3 separate regions of the Mus musculus genome follow, and regions 1 and 3 are each linked to region 2. The links are chromatin contacts, called in public HiChIP or PLAC-seq and promoter capture Hi-C maps. All regions are on one chromosome and are shown on one strand. Each heading gives the region's core, a stretch centred on a gene start, on an enhancer-like site or on the middle of the called end of the contact. The rest is flanking DNA. Distances are from core to core; before and after follow the strand shown. Region 1 holds the start of Arhgap40 (Rho GTPase activating protein 40). Region 2 holds the start of Actr5 (ARP5 actin-related protein 5). Region 3 overlaps Ppp1r16b (protein phosphatase 1, regulatory subunit 16B).

Evidence for each region. Promoter capture Hi-C pulls out the DNA fragments that hold promoters and counts their contacts. HiChIP or PLAC-seq counts read pairs in DNA pulled down with a chosen protein or histone mark.
Region 1: an HNF4G HiChIP or PLAC-seq map of pancreatic cancer cells shows a contact between it and region 2. The contact joins the promoter of Arhgap40 here to the promoter of Actr5 in region 2. A contact is called at or near these places in 8 of 39 promoter capture datasets (the C10 cell line, the HPC-7 cell line, cranial neural crest and 4 more), 14 of 115 datasets of contacts at active chromatin or transcription factors (T-cell acute lymphoblastic leukemia, bone marrow-derived macrophages, embryonic basal ganglia and 7 more) and 4 of 9 other capture datasets (adipose tissue, embryonic stem cells, liver and 1 more).
Region 3: a contact with region 2 is called in a promoter capture Hi-C map of pre-B cells. The contact joins the enhancer-like site here to the promoter of Actr5 in region 2. A contact is called at or near these places in 3 of 39 promoter capture datasets (the C10 cell line, the HPC-7 cell line and pre-B cells), 2 of 484 Hi-C or Micro-C datasets (CD8 T cells and bone marrow-derived dendritic cells), 2 of 115 datasets of contacts at active chromatin or transcription factors (CD8 T cells and pro-B cells) and 3 of 9 other capture datasets (adipose tissue, liver and pancreatic islet).

Annotation. Positions count from the first base shown.
Region 1 is chr2:158,511,369-158,514,104 of GRCm38.p6, reverse strand. Arhgap40 (Rho GTPase activating protein 40) reads right to left here and starts at 1,309. Exons shown (of 15, transcript NM_001145015.1): 1 at 1,167-1,309. The coding sequence starts at 1,300.
Region 2 is chr2:158,623,537-158,626,299 of GRCm38.p6, reverse strand. Actr5 (ARP5 actin-related protein 5) reads right to left here and starts at 1,387. Exons shown (of 9, transcript NM_175419.4): 1 at 784-1,387. The coding sequence starts at 1,158.
Region 3 is chr2:158,732,802-158,735,799 of GRCm38.p6, reverse strand. All of the region lies in intron 2 of Ppp1r16b (protein phosphatase 1, regulatory subunit 16B), which reads right to left. Among named protein-coding and RNA genes, the nearest start is that of Fam83d, 34 kb to the left of the region's middle. Within about 2 kb of position 1,624, at least 120 of the 459 cell types and tissues checked have an H3K27ac peak or open chromatin away from gene starts, as enhancers often do. A contact at or near this core is called in CD8 T cells, adipose tissue, liver and 2 more, where this site is marked.

The DNA of each region.
Region 1 (2,736 bases), core at 60-2,559, 110 kb after region 2:
CATGCTTAAAGGATCACTCACTGGTTCATCCAGCCACAGCCACTGAGCACATTCAGTGGCCAGACGTTCTCACAGATGGATTAGTATTAATAGACTTAGGGGATTAAGGCAGGGGTGGGAGTAAGAAGAGCCACCTTAGTAGACAGGTTGCTAGGTAGGTTGATAGAGATTATCGATAGGTCGATAGAGGGATGGGCAGACGGACGGACTCCATAGATGGAGTGATAGGTAATGGATGGCTAGTGATGTAGTTGTAGATTAGAACAATGGGATGAATGTATAGATGGAATGAATGTAAAGATACATAGAATAATGGAGGCCCCTCAAAGATGTCTGCATTTAATCCCCAGAATTTGTGACTCTGCTCTGGGTGTTCTGGCTGTGATTGTTTGGGTCCTCAAGATGAGGGAGAGCCCGGACCATCTGAGTGGGTCCAAGGCTATTACTGATGTCACCCTGTTAGTGGCAGAGGCAGGCAGGAGAGGCAATGGGGATGGAAGGGTAGGTCATAGCCAAGAGTCAGAGGTGCTCAGTGGTGGCATTGCATATGGGGAGGCTAAGAGCCAAGCAACATATGGGCCCTTAGCATCTGGGAAAGGAAGCCTCGTCCCCTGAGAGCCTGGTAGTGGAGAAAGAGTCCTTGGTTTGGGGAATCTCAGCACACTGGATTCGAAGATAGTAACTGTTGTTTGATGACTCCGAACAGCAGTATCAGGAAGCCAACACATCTGACAGACTGACCAGGGCAAAGTGGACAGACAAACAGGTTTCACCTGTTGAGCCCATTTCCCTCTGATGGGACAGAGCCCCCACAGTTCCCCCACAGGCACTCAAGGAATATGTTTTGTGGCACAAAGGTTTATCCGTATGAGTACCACTCCCTGCCAGTTGCCCCATCTGAGAGTTCCAACCCCGCTTCCTGAATCTCTTCCTGGGGAAGGACCACATCCAGTCTCCAGGGGCTCAAGCCGAAATGTGTGTGGCAGGAGCCGTAATTATCCATCTAAGAGTGGATTTGCCCAAGCTAGTCCCCAGCATCACTTAGAATTGTTAAGAATCAGGATCAGCCTAAAGGTACTCTCGCCTCACAGAACTGTTGTGAAGTGGCACCTGTTCCTCACACACAGCAGATCCAGTCCTCCCTCCACCACCCTGGACACCAGTACCTGCAGCCCAGGTGGGCCCATCGCCCCGGCTGCCTGGAGATGCGGGCTCGTGGGATCCGGGGACAGGGTGAGGTCAGGGGCAGCAGGGCCAGCCCTTCCATCTTGGCAGCAGGGAGAAGGGACGGCTCTGTCATGGACAGGCACACACAGCTCCTATTGCTGCCTCTGGGACTGAATGAATCACAGTGAGAGTCGGAGGAAGGTGGCAGGGCCTGTGGCACACCCTTCCAAGACACCCCCATATTGAGGTGAGGCTGAGTCAGCCAGAACCGCCCACAGGCAGGTATGTGTGAGCACAGACTTCCTGGCCCTTAGCCAAAACAGAAATAACACAAAAAAGCAGCAGACGTGAAGTAAGCATGTTACACATGCCTATAATCCAGAAGTTAGAAGGTAGCGAAAGAAGGTTGTGAGTTCAAGACCAGCCTGGGCTGGAGAGGTGGCTCAGCAGTTAAGAGCACTGGCTGTTCTTCCAGAGGACTGAACTTCAATTCCCCCGGCACCTGCATGGCAGCTCATAACCATCTGTAACTCCGGTCCCAGGAGATTCAAATGTCCTCTTCTGGCCCATGTGGGCTTTATATGCATATGGTACAGAAATATATGCAGGCAAAATAGCCATACACATTTTTTTTAATCTAAAAGAAAAAGAAAGATTAAAACACCAATCAACCAGCCAAACACACTTGCACCAGACATAAAACATGCTATTGGGGTGGGCACTCTCATCTCCCACAGCCTTCCCAGTTTCAAAACCAAACCAAAAGGAACAAATAAAGCTAGTGACTGGTGGTGACCCAGGCCTTCACCTTGGCTTAGTCCCTTCCCATAAGCCTCTGGGAGCTGTAGTCCTACATATGGAAAAAAGGGACCACAGGAGCTCTAACTTGCAGGTAGTCCTTGCTGGCTCAGTCAGACCATGCAGATGATCAGCTGACCATCTTCCCAACACTCCATCCTCAGAAGGAGACAAAAGAACCACCTTCCAGGAACGGAGAGGAGATGGGAGTCCCACTGCTGCCGAGGCTCCTCCCTGTGTATAAAGTGAATCTGCATGGAGGGCATGCTTGAGGCTGGCACATGATGAGGGTTCAATGGAGCTTTGTGTGAGAAACACAGTAGGTGCTCAGTGAAGGATGGACGCATAGGTGGGTGGGCAGGAAGTGGGTGGATGGACACACATGTGGACAGACGGATGGATGGATGGACAGTCAGATGGATGAAGAATGAGGGGTGGGATGAGAAAATGGCTGAATAAGGGGCCAGAGAGACACAGCACCTGTTCTTCCGTGGGCTGGAGTTGCAGTTCCCAAGGCTCACACTGATTGGACCACTACCACCTTCAACTCCAGTTCCAGGGAATCCAATGCCCTCTTCTGGCCAGCTTGGGCATCTGCACATGCATGATGTACATATGTATACACACACACACACACACACACACACACACACACACACACACACACCTTAAGAAAATGGCTGCCGGGCGTGGTGGCACACGCCTTTAATCCCAGCACTCGGGAGGCAGAGGCAGGCGGATTTCTGAGTTCGAGGCCAGCCTCGGCTACAA
Region 2 (2,763 bases), core at 138-2,637:
CAAACGGAAGCATGCATGAAATGCAAAAATAACCCCAAATCCTTACGCAGGACAGAATTTACTTTTGAACTCTAATTTAAAACACGAGGTCGTGGAGGGAGACACTCAAGGCCAGACACGAGGACTAGAGAGAACACATTAGAACCCAACTCTGTTTCCCAGCACCTAATCTCTGACTCCAGTCACAGAAGATCACCTGCCTAAGGCACCTACACTCTTGTACACATTCTCACACATATAACTTTGAAATAATACATCTTTTAAAAGGTGCTCACGGGCCATTTTAAAGAATACATTTCATCTCTATTGGAGATTATTTTGGGAAGCCAAAATAACATGATCAATTTAAGCTTTTCGTAGGTCTGTCTGTCTGTTGGTTTTTTGTTTTTTTAAGATAAGGTTTCTCTGTGTAGCCCTGGCTGGCCTTGAACTCACAAACATCTGCCTGCTTCTGCCTACCGAGTGCCCGGATTAAAGGGCCGTGAACCCATGCCCGGTTCATTTTAAGTTTATTAAGTCAAGCTTTGGCTAAACTGTTAACTGATAAACCCCGTTGGTTTTATCTTCAAAATACTTCCAGGATCGGACTGGTGCTGGTAAAACTCATCTCACTTGGACTATTGCAAACTGGACCCTTGTGCCTGAGACAGCCCATCCTCTGGAAGATAAAGACTTCGTGGTGTACCCTTAGCTCCTAGCACAAGGCTGACGAACTTGTGTTCAATACCCTACTGCCTGGCATGACGGCTGAAGCCGAGCGCGCCCTGCCCGGCAGGCCCTCACCTGCGAGGAGACGCCGAGGTGCTGGAAGCTGTAGTCCAGCAGCAGTTCCTGCAGTTCCAGGTTGACCGGGACGTTGCGATCGAAGGGCGAGCGCAGCATCCAGCGCAGAGGCTCCAGGCTTCCCAGCGCGTTGCCCACCTGCGGCCCCGGCCCGCCGCGCGCCCCGCCGCGGCCGCGCGCACACACGGCGCGGAACTGCAGGCGAGGCTCGGGACCGGGGTCCGGCCCGGGGCACGCCCACCCGGCCCGAGCCTGGAACGACCCGTTGTCCAGCACCAGAGGCACCGGCTGCGACCCGAAGGCCACCGGCCCGGCTTCGAGCACGGGATCCGGAGCAGAGCGGGCATCTCGGAAGCGGAACACGTTGGCCTCCATCTTGGCCAGCGCCGGTCCCGCCCCGAAGCCGAGTGCGTCACGAAACCCCGGGCCGCGTCTGAGTCTCTGGGCCCCGAAGCGTCCGGAAGCCTCCTCCTTACGGGAGGACTCGCTGGTTTCAGCACCTGATTCCCGCCTGGCGCTCCAGAACTTTCTGTGGGTTTCTATTCCCCGCTGATCCAGGCCTCAAGTCCAACCGTAGCTCCAGCTTGTCCGCAACAGCCTCCTTGTGGCCACGCCTCTTCGCGCTAACTGGCTGTCCACGAGCCCCGCCCCCAGCTCCGAACATGGAGGCGTAGCCACGCCCCTTGCTCTAACTAAGGGACCAAAGGCTCCACCCACACTGGGCTGGACTCCGCCCCTCCCTGTCCCCTTACTCTCCCTTGGTCTCTGTCTGCATAGCCTTGCAGATCTAGCCCTTAGTTTTGTGACCGTGTTAAGCTAATCTCCTTCCCCTTTGACTTCTTTTTCTGTTCATTTGTTTATTTATTGCGTGATGGGTGTGGGAGCGTGCCAAGATGCCTGTTCTCTTCACCCAATAGGTTCCAGGGATGGAACTCAGGGCCCTCAAGGGCCCAGTCAAACTCCAAACTCTGAGGTACTACTAACTTCAGTTTCTGGGAGTGGCAGCTAAAATGAATATTTAGTGAGTTTGTAAAAATTCATCAAGCTGTCTACTTAAGATTGAATATTTCACTTTTTGTTTTGTTTTGTTTGGTTTGCTTTTTTGAGACAGGGTTTCTCTGTGTAGTTCTGGTTATCTTGAACTTACTCTGTAGACCAGGCTGGCCTCGAACTCAGAAATCCGCCTGCCTCTGCCTCCCAAGTGCTGGGATTAAAGGCGTGTGCCACCACTGCCCTGCTTTGTTTTTGGTTTTGTCTTTGTTTTTGTTTTTAATCATGTCGTTGTATCTCATGCTGGCCTTCAACTCTCAGCCATCCTCCTGTTCCAGCCTTTTATGTATTAGGGTTATTGACATCTCACACACACACACACACACACACACACACACACACACACAGATACACACACAGACACACCAGTTTACCCCTTGTTTTGGAGTGCATTCTATAAAAGCTTCTGGAATACAGAAGAGGATATGGGAGATAATTTTTTTGAGACTGGATCAAGTGGGAGATAATTTTTTTGAGACTGGATTAAGTGTCTTCATTTTATCCATTGCCTGATTGAACATTTGACTGAATTCCTACCAGGACGGCTCCACCCGATAAGATTGCCCTGAAAGCCTGCTGACCATCCTCCCCTCTCCCACCCACCACCCAGCTTGCAGCTGTTGTTTGGGGCTTAGACACCCTGATCACCACTCCAGCATTGTTTTTTTTTTCTCTTTCCTCTTTCCCCAAGCACGCCACGACAACTCAAGTTTTCTGTTTTCTTGATTGCTGTATTTTCTTTCTTCTTTTAAGCTTTAGCCCTGCACTTTGAAGGCTGGTTTATTTACATGACGTTTTAAGAAAAGTGGCAAAAAAAAAAAAAAAAAAGCCGGCCTTGGTGGCGCACGCCTTTAATCCCAGCCCTCAGGAGGCAGAGGCAGGCAGATTTCTGAGTTCGAGGCCAGCCTGGTCTACAAAGTGAGTTCAGGA
Region 3 (2,998 bases), core at 375-2,874, 110 kb before region 2:
CTTAACTGCACAATGTAAGTCTGACCAATACATGAGTGTTGTTAGCAAAGAATCCTTCATCATGAGTCCTTTCACAGGTTTGCTTTAGCAGAACATCCTCTCTCCTGTATCTCCTTCAGTGAAACGTTCCTTCACGCGTCTTGCCTGAGTCTTTCACCTGTGTCCACTCCAGGAAAACACTCCTTCACATGTTTGCCCCAGCAAAACACCATCCAACACAACTGACCCCAAGGAAGCTGTAAGTTTCCACTTCATACACCGCTATGACAGGAAGTGTAACAGGAAGCTCTGCCCACGCACAGGTGCCTCCTACAGAGCTCGGTAACTTAGTAGATGGGCCTAGCCCAGGGCTACTTGAGGAGATGACGGTAAAGCCACTGAGATAATTAATCTCCAATGTTGGCTGGATTTGAAATCACGGTGGACACACACCTCTGGCCATGTGTAGGAGGACATTTCCAGAGATGTTTAACTGAGTTGGGAAGATCCACTCTGAGTGTGGATGGCACGATCTCATAGGCTGGATCCTGGACTGAATAAAACAGAAAACAAGAGCTGAGAACCAGCATCCATTCACTCTCGGCTTCCTGACTGGGGATACAACACAACCAGCCACCATCACTATTTCCCTTCCATGGCAGACTGTACCCTGGAACTACAAGCCAACCCCTTCCTCCCTAAGTTGCTTTGGTCAGATGTTCTTGTCACAGGGATCAGAAATTACTAGTATAGCCACTGAGAACCCCAGACACCGTTTGTATCTGGGCTGGCAATGGTGTCCCGAGCTTGACAGATGGTTGTGGAGTGAGAGAGGCCATCACAACCCTGTCCAGAAAATGTTTCTAGAAGGTTCTGCTCACATGAGCAGATTTGCATTGTCTAGAGCAGTTGATGGCCCAGGCTTCCTGTCCAGGAGACTCTGAGGCAGAAAATAAGCATCAGCTGCCAACAGCAGCATCCACACAGTAATTATCGGGGGGCTCTCTGCACTGTGTGGGAGCCCAAGCCATGTAATTACCCTGAAATCGGGCAGTTATTTTCATCCCAAGAAGTGGGACAGATCATCTCCAGCTCCAAGAAACCCTGAATACCCATGAGCCAAGGCTGCCTAGGCAGCTCTCCCTAGGAGGCCAGAGCCTGGCTCTGAGCCCAGCTCCCTGGAGCCAAGTCCCACCGCCCAGCACGCAGCCAGCTTCCCTTTCTCTGGGCTCAGCAAGAAGAGGGACTCTGCGCTTGTCTGTCCAATGTCTTTTTGGTTTTTGAGGTGCTGGGACTAGAAGCCAAGGCTCTACTACACATCTTCATCAACCAAGCTGATGGCTGACATGGGGAGCCAGGGGTCACTCCTAAGGCTGGCTGAACATTGGATAACCACAGGTCTCCACACAGACAGAAGAGCTCCAGGCCCCACAAGCAGGACAGAAAAACCACAGCCTGGTGATGGGTCACTTAGACTGTGTTCATCCACAAGCAGGACAGAAAAACCACAGCCTGGTGATGGGTCACTTAGACTGTGTTCATCCCAGAGCGCCAGAGCTAAATGTCCCCATAGACTGTGCAGTCCCCCGCTGCCTGCATCACATCCTGTGTGGCAAGGTCTGCAGATGCTTGGTTTTCAAGGCCCTGCAGCTTGTGGCCCCACAGAGGGCAACCCTCTCAACCAACTCAGAGGCCAGGTTATTTTCATCATAGTCTGTGTGAATGGAGTGCCTAGAAGCTGCATGCGGCTTTGCTCGGTTAAACCGAGATCCTGTGTTTACTGTCCCGGGCTCTGTTCCAGGCTCATGTCTTACTGGACAAACATCCTAGGGAGGAAACTTGGGATCTAAGGCTTGACAGGGGCTCAGGAAGCACCAAGAGAAAAGGGACATGCTGTCTCCTCTAGCCGGCAGTCCCAGCCTCTCTCCTGATTGCTGCACCTGAGGCTGCTCTCTGCCCACCAGACCCAGGCCTCCAGACTTAAGCTCAGTTTATCAGAGTGAACCATCTGCTCTCAAGTATGTGGTTAGCTGTGGCCTTTGGCCTTCAGGCCCTTAGCTATAAAATGGGGATCAAATGAGGACTTTGGTTTTAGGGTGCCGTGAGGATTTAGGAAGAGAAGGTCTAAGTGCCACTATTTCCAGTTACCAGGAGAAGAAACACTGAAACTAACTGGTGAGCTGCATCTGGGTCCTACCTGAGCTGGGCACTGGATGCTGGGCCATTTCCATGGGCACTGAAAGTCACCCACAAGCTTGCAAGCAGGTCCTCACAGATGGAAGTGGCCTCTCTCCAAGGGACTCTGACAAGTACTGGTTTAAGACCACAGAGGCCCTGGAGAGTACCCCTGCTCCCCAATGGGCAGAGCACCATGGAGATGGCATGAGGTGGCTCTGCTCCCCTCCCCCACATATCTTGCTCCTTCTACCACCACCACCACCACACACACACATACACTACACCCACACCTCCCAGGCAATCTGGCCGGAATCTGGGCCAGCAAGGCCATCTGCTCTTAGCCTTTCCAGCTGCAATGCTGGGCTGCAGGGGTGCCTTCTCTGGAGAAAGCTGGTAACAGCTGTCTTCACAGGCTAACGTCACCACTGACAAGATTGTGTTTTCCTTTGACATTTTACCCATCTTGCTCCCCAGAAGTCACTGCTTGGCCAAGCGCTGGCGAGTGACATGCAAGCTCAGGAGTGGGTCCTGCCCCTGCCCCTCAGGACTGGGCAAGGAGGCTGCAGGGTCGGCCCACAGCAGGTGGACCTTGAGCAAGATGCAGCTCCCCAAGGCCCACATGCTGCTTGCTACCTAAGCAGATGCTTTGACGGGCATGCTCATGGGTACCAAGCACCTCTTCCTCTTCCCTGTCTCATCTCTTCCGCTGCCTCAACCAGTCCTCGCTTCGTCCCCCAAGTCCCACCTGCTCCCTCCCTGTTGTGGCCTTCTCCTGCTGCACTCGCTTCTGGCTTCTTCAAACCAGCCAAAGCTATCACCTGCGTCTGAAACCTTCTTTTTT